2 separate regions of the Capra hircus genome follow, and region 2 is linked to region 1. The links are chromatin contacts, called in public Hi-C maps. All regions are on one chromosome and are shown on one strand. The core of a region is the stretch at or near the end of the contact, and the rest is flanking DNA. Distances in the headings are between cores, read along the strand shown. Region 1 holds the start of LOC102173518 (histone H2B type 2-F). Region 2 holds the start of VPS45 (vacuolar protein sorting-associated protein 45).

What was found. Hi-C and Micro-C count contacts between places; a contact is called where the count stands out from the background.
Region 2: a Hi-C map of blood shows a contact between it and region 1, with 2.3 times the contacts expected there. The contact joins the promoter of VPS45 here to the promoter of LOC102173518 in region 1. A contact is called at or near these places in 2 of 5 Hi-C or Micro-C datasets (both in blood).

Annotation. Positions count from the first base shown.
Region 1 is chr3:99,383,288-99,386,515 of ARS1.2, forward strand. LOC102173518 (histone H2B type 2-F) reads right to left here and starts at 1,409. Exons shown (of 2, transcript XM_005677710.3): 1 at 990-1,409. The coding sequence starts at 1,366. It overlaps LOC102173247, which reads right to left. Exons shown (of 6, transcript XM_018046516.1): 6 at 2,412-2,862. The coding sequence ends at 2,447.
Region 2 is chr3:99,605,803-99,609,520 of ARS1.2, forward strand. VPS45 (vacuolar protein sorting-associated protein 45) reads left to right here and starts at 2,364. Exons shown (of 15, transcript XM_005677696.3): 1 at 2,364-2,586; 2 at 3,213-3,347. The coding sequence starts at 2,494.

The DNA of each region.
Region 1 (3,228 bases), core at 159-2,658:
GTTTGTTACAAAACTAAGACAAGGTCCTTGCCCTGGAGGAGATTATTTTCCTGTGAAGGAGTGTAGACAATCACAGTAAATTATGTACTGCTCAGTTTTCACCAAAAGCACAGGACAGGGGAAAATGTTTGACCTAAATGAGAACTAAATCCTAAAAGGGGCGGGGGGCAGGAAATCCCTGAAAGAAAGAAGTCTTTGGGCACTGGGTCTCTCAACCTTATCACAAGGATCAACGTTATGCACCAAACAGACAACTCTTAGTTGTGGGGGCTGTAAACTGTCCTATACATTGTAGGATGTATCCACTAAATGCCAGTAGCACCCCCTCCCAAGTGATGACAATCAAAAATGTCTCCAGATATTGCCAAATGTCCCATGGTTGGGGGCCTGGGGGAGGAAGGTAGTGCGAAAATTTATCTGGTTGAAGGTCACTGGGCTAAAAAGAAGTTAGGGGAGGATTGCTAAATTGGGATTTGCTGACAGGCCAACATACTAAAGCACCTGGCTATGTTGGTAAAAGCTTGTGACACATACCCAGAGGTGTACGATTAAAAAAAAACTAAGATATTAGTAAACAGCGGGGACTGGGGAACTCAAGGCTATCTGTACGTTGAGAGTAAATTCCAGCTCGTTTACTAGATAAAAGAACAAACGAATTTAGTAGGTTAGCTCCCCTTCCCCCTTGTAACTAAACTCCACTGAGGACTCAGACTAGGCAGGTAGGGACCATCTTGAACACCCTATTACCAGCAAGACATTTACCATTAGGTGGCACCACTGGATCATGGGACGTTTCGAATTTTAACTGCTAGGGCAACTTTTACCATTGTCCCGATATAGCCCCACATGTAAGTGCGATCCTAATTATGGACCCACCCAACGCATTTAATTAAGTGTTTACAGCCGCTTTTTCTGGTAACGTAAGTGGCTCTGAAAAGAGCCTTTGTGTATAACGTAGATGTTCAATCTCGTCCCTTGCGCGCCCTTACTTTGAACTGGTGTACTTGGTGACCGCCTTGGTGCCCTCGGACACGGCGTGCTTGGCCAGCTCACCGGGAAGCAGCAGGCGCACCGCCGTCTGGATCTCTCGAGAAGTAATGGTTGAGCGCTTGTTGTAATGCGCCAGACGCGACGCTTCGCCGGCAATGCGCTCGAAGATGTCATTGACGAAGGAATTCATGATGCCCATGGCCTTGGACGAGATGCCGGTGTCCGGGTGCACCTGTTTCAGCACCTTATACACGTAAACGGAATAGCTCTCCTTGCGGCTGCGCTTGCGCTTCTTGCCATCCTTCTTCTGCACTTTCGTGACAGCTTTCTTAGAACCTTTTTTAGGAGCAGGAGCAGATTTTGCTGGATCCGGCATTTTTGCAGGAAGACACACCACACGCCTGGACTAAACGATCCCGACTACTTCAAACCTGGCCACTTACACGCTATTTATAGAGCCTGTATGCAAATGAAGGCTAACAGAGTACTGCATTTTTATTGGTTAAGATACAATAGTGTCGTCATAGAGAGGCAGAGTCCATGTAAATGAGGTCCTGCTCGCGCTTTCTTAGTGGTTCTTACAACAAACATCTTGTTAACCAATCAAAATGTTCTGTTTCACATTAAATTAAGTAAATATAGTTTCACCTGTTTGGGGTCTTCTGTTAAATGATTTTCACTTTTTCTCATTGACTTGTATATAGTAGAGATCTGAAGCGCGTGCTAAAGACAAGCTAACTTTCTCTTATTTTTGCATCGTTTTACTCCTCTGTACTATTTTGGGTAAGTTTGGTTCTGGTTTTCGCAACAATACCTTAGCCGCCTACCCCCTCCCCCCGCCTTTTTTTGTTTTTTACAGTTTGCGCCTTCTGTCTCACGCAGTTAGGAAGATGGGATCCTACGTATCTCGGGATTCTTGTCCCCATTCTTAACAGTTGAAGTACCGAGAAACTACTTGGGGACCGAGGATTTTATCTAACATCTGGCCTAATTCTAGTAACTGTAGAATTGAGCTGAAACCGATTACAGTTATCACATGACGGCCTTCTTCAGTATTCAGATTTGTGCTAACGTTTTGTACTAGCAGCTTGGAAAGCGCTAAAAACGACCAGCAGAGGATTTAGCTTCTTGCAAAGTTTTCTCAGAAATGGCTAGGTTCTCCAAAAAAAAAAAAAAAATAGGCTAGGTTGGAGCTCTGCATTAAGAAATAAAACCAGCTTGTAAGCGCAGTTAAAAACGACCCAGACCTTGCTTCTGGGGCTCCCTCTAGTGTCTGTCAGCTTTAATTCCATAACCTCACCACTCAACGCGTGTTAAACTCTCCTACCCGCTTTGCCCGTAACACTCGTGCATTAAGAGTTCACCGACTAAAGTGAAAGCTGGTACAGCTGCTTTTTAAGAAAACGTGGGTGGCTCTGAAAAGAGCCTTTAGATCGTCTGTTTTTAAAAGTACGCCTTAAGCCCGCTCCCCGCGGATGCGGCGAGCCAGCTGGATGTCTTTGGGCATGATGGTCACGCGCTTGGCGTGGATGGCGCACAGGTTCGTGTCTTCAAACAGCCCCACCAGGTAGGCCTCGCTCGCCTCCTGCAGCGCCATCACGGCCGAGCTCTGGAAGCGCAGGTCCGTCTTGAAGTCCTGCGCGATCTCGCGCACCAGCCGCTGGAACGGCAGCTTGCGGATCAGCAGCTCGGTCGACTTCTGGTAGCGCCGGATCTCCCGCAGGGCCACGGTGCCCGGCCGGTAACGATGCGGCTTCTTGACACCGCCCGTGGCCGGCGCGCTCTTGCGAGCCGCCTTGGTGGCCAGCTGCTTCCGCGGGGCCTTGCCACCGGTCGACTTGCGGGCAGTCTGCTTCGTACGCGCCATAGTATCTCACAGGTTTTATTCACCGACCCCCTAGGCAGTCTCATTTATAGACATAGCCTAGTCTTGATTGGGCCAGAAAAGCTAGCAATTTCCGAAATTGTAATCTCATTGGTTAGAATTCAATCCTATTTGGGCAGAAGATTGTAAGGCTAGTTTCTTTACTTACAACCTCCATTTTCCAGTCCTTTTCTGTAATCTTATCACAGATTTTTTTTAAGCCCTTTTCTTTATATTGCTGTTAACTTTCGTAAGAACAATATGAAGTATTTTTGCACGCTTGGGATTTATATTTTAGCAAGTTCTTTAAAAATAGAAGCACGCCCTAGGTTTCAGCCTGCATTTCCACTTACTAGTTATTGTAACTCCTCTCC
Region 2 (3,718 bases), core at 1,114-3,613, 220 kb after region 1:
AGTTGGACTGTGAAGAAAGCTGAGCGCCAAAGAATTGATGCTTTTGAAGTGTGGTGTTGGAGAAGACTCTTGAGAGTCCCTTGGACTGCAAGGAGATCCAACCAGTCCATTCTAAAGGAGATCAGCCCTGGGATTTCTTTGGAAGGAATGATGCTAAAGCTGAAACTCTAGTACTTTGGCCACCTCATGCGAAGAGTTGACTCGTTGGAAAAGACTCTGATGCTGGGAGGGGTTGGGGGCAGGAGGAGAAGGGGACGATCGAGGATGAGATGGCTGGATGGCATCACTGACTCAATGGATGTGAGTCTGAGTGAACACCGGGAGTTGGTGATGGACAGGGAGGCCTGGCGTGCTGCGATTCATGGGGTCGCAGAGTCAGACACGCCTGAGCGACTGAACTGAACTGACAATTGTCTAAAAAAAGCACAAAGTTCATAGACAAGACTTTCTCTCCTTGTTTCTTCTGAAAAGTGAATAAACTGGAAAACAATCTTATACCACATTGAAATTCAAATTATAGGTTACTATTGTTCAGTTGCTAAGTAGCGTCCGACTCTTTGTGATCTGGTGGACTGTAGTCTGCTAGGCTCCTCTGTCCATGGGATTTTCCAGGCAAAATACTGGCATGGGTTGCCATTTCCTTCTCCAGGGGATCTTCCTGGACCAAGGATTGAACCTGCAGCTCCTGCACTGGCATGTGGATTCTTTACCAATGAGCCACCAAGGAAGCCCAAATTATAGATAATAAAAAACAAAAACCAATGACAGGAGAGAATTTTCAACTATTGGTAACTTACAAGATCTGCAGTTACTTCTTCAGTTACAAGTTTGCTGTTTTCTATATTTTAAATTGTATTATACTTTAAATAAAATATTTATTGTATTTAAAAATTCAAATAAATTTTAAAAAACAGAATTTTTAGATATTAAGATTCTTCTCATTTGTATCCATTTAAAGATTCGTATTTTCACTTTAATATAACTTTTCTTGCAAAATGTACCTCAAAAATAGAAAAGAATGCCAAAAGGGAAGTTTTATTTATGCGGTAGAAAAACTGAAAAGGAAGGAAACTTTAGAGGTGACAAAAACCTATGGTATTTCAAGCGGTTTCTGATCTCCTGTAAAGGATTTGAAAATTGTACACAAAGCTTAATAAAATAAACTTAATAGCCAGATTCATGTTAGCGTGCTCCCGGTGTAGTTTTAACTCTACACTTTACACAATAGAATGAAAGAATGATTTGGTGATGTTGAATGTATTGATTAAACTGTGAGCCCAATAAACACTGGTTACTTTTTTGGTAGAAATATTTACAAGCAATTACAGTCACTGATTTCTTGCAGTTGTTTCTTGTTATGTTCCTGATTTTACAATTCCCCAACGCAAAGGTGCAGAAAACTATTTACCCTCCTTTTTGAAAAACGGCATGATGGAGAGAAGACGCGTAGGGTATAAATACAAAGGCAGACATTTGGAAGCTGATGGCTTTAAGATTCATTCTGTTGTTTAGTTTTTGTCATTTCTTAAATAAAATTTTTGAGTTTTTCCTTAAAATCCCAGCGCTTCTCTGCATTAGCCCAACCAAGTATATGATCCCTACCCATTTTTGACCCTGTTCACTGCTCCTGCCCGCAGTTTCAGCATCACAGGTCCCCGGTGTCCCGGGCGAGTTGAAGCCCACGTAATCTAAAAACCCAGGGCCCCCAAAACTGGGAGGTTTCTGTCTCAGTTGGACGCACAGCCTGCGAGATCCAGCGGCAGACCACAGCTCCAGGCTCTCCTAGGGGATCTGAGACCTCTCCCAGAATATCCTGTTCCTTTTGTTCGTTTGTTCAACAAACGTGTTTGTTGTTCCGATGCCCCTCAGTCTTCGGAAAACCATTTCGGGCCTCACTTTGCAGGGCAGTGTCCTCGCCTTGTTAATGACCCAAAGAAGCCGAGGAAGACGAATCTAGGGCACTGTTTAGCAGATATTACCAAACGCTGTCCCTCCAAGTGCCGTGAATCTGCGGGGAACATAAGGCCTCCTCCCTTCCCTTCATCCTTCACTACCACCCAAGAAAGCGTTAATGGCAAAAAGCTACCACGTCGAAGCTCTGCCGTGCGTGCATCCGAGCCAGCCGTATACCAAGTTCCTCCACACAGCGAGGCGCCACCTTCTCCCCAGGCCGGCAGGAGGGGTGGCAAGCCGCGGCCACGCCTCGAGGCTAAGGACGGGGAGGGGTCTGAGCATCGAGGCTGGAGGTGGATCAGAATCACGTCCGGGATTGGCGGGGTGTCTCTGCTGAATTCGTCCATCCAGTCGGGAGGCTGGGTTCCCCGGACCGCGTAGCGGAACTACAACTCCCGAGACCACTGCTGCCCGGACTTCCGGAAGCCAGAGCTGGCCGGGGAGGAAGTTGCTGAGACCCGGCCAAAAGAACGGGGGTTGATTTAGAAAGAAAAACAGAGGGTGGGAAGAGCTATAGGGCTAACCTGTCAGTTCGCCACCATGAACGTGGTTTTTGCTGTAAAGCAATACATTTCCAAAATGATAGAGGACAGCGGACCTGGCATGAAAGTACTTCTCATGGATAAAGAGACGGTGAGTTTGCTTTTGCTCAGTGTTTTGGGGGGGAACCCTCCTCCCTTGCAATAGCTGGTCCCATTCCAGTGTAGGGTTTAGCATTTAATTAAAGATTTGTAAGTTTAGTATGGAACTGAAAGGCTTTATAAAGCTTGCCTAGATGGTTTTCACTCTGAATGATTCTAACCACTGCCAGAGAGTCTTCTTGTACCCAAAACGATTGAAATCAGAAATCTTTTTCTAAATGCCTGTGCCAAGAAATGATGTATAAGACAGACCACTGGGAAGACTTTGGGATTGCCCTGTTGTTTCCACTCAGCGTTGTGTTTTTAAAGTAAAGCTATTAAAGCTCACACTGAGATGACAGGTTATTATTTATCAGTCACGAAATTTAAAAAAAAAAACTCTTTGGTGGTGTGAAAATTTTTGTCAATTTATGGTTTGTCCGTGTTCAGAGAGAGCATTTCATTTTGGTACATTACTTACTATTTTAGATGCTCAGTAAATGTTATTACATATGCTAGTATTTAAGTTATCCCAGTAAGTAGTATTAATGAAAAAAAAATTTTTTTAAGTCTTAGGTATTGCTGCTTGTTTTTATTATTCTGGACTCGCATAAAATTAGTTAATTTTTTTCTTTACAGACTGGCATAGTGAGTATGGTATACACACAATCAGAAATTCTCCAGAAGGAAGTGTACCTTTTTGAACGCATTGATTCTCAAAATCGAGAGATCATGAAACATCTGAAAGCGATTTGTTTTCTTCGCCCTACCAAGGTACTACATAAACAGCTGCCATCTGCTTAGGCAAATACAGCACACTATGATCCAGAAGTGTTATGAAGACAAAATAAATTTCTGTTATCATTGTTTGTGGCATCATAATTATACTGGCTTCTCAGTTATAACCATGACTTTCCCACTTTCCATATCTCAGTCACTTCTCACAGCTAGATTTCCTTCAAGATGTTTTGTAGGTTCTCAGCTACTTGCAATGCTGCTAACTGCCCTGAGACCCACATCTCCTTAACTGAATGAAACTCCACACCTATCACACTGAACACCATTACCATTTAATGTTACATACTTATGTCAGTGTTTTGAGTCTTTATCATTTTATTCATATCGATGTTCAGGAATCTTTAATG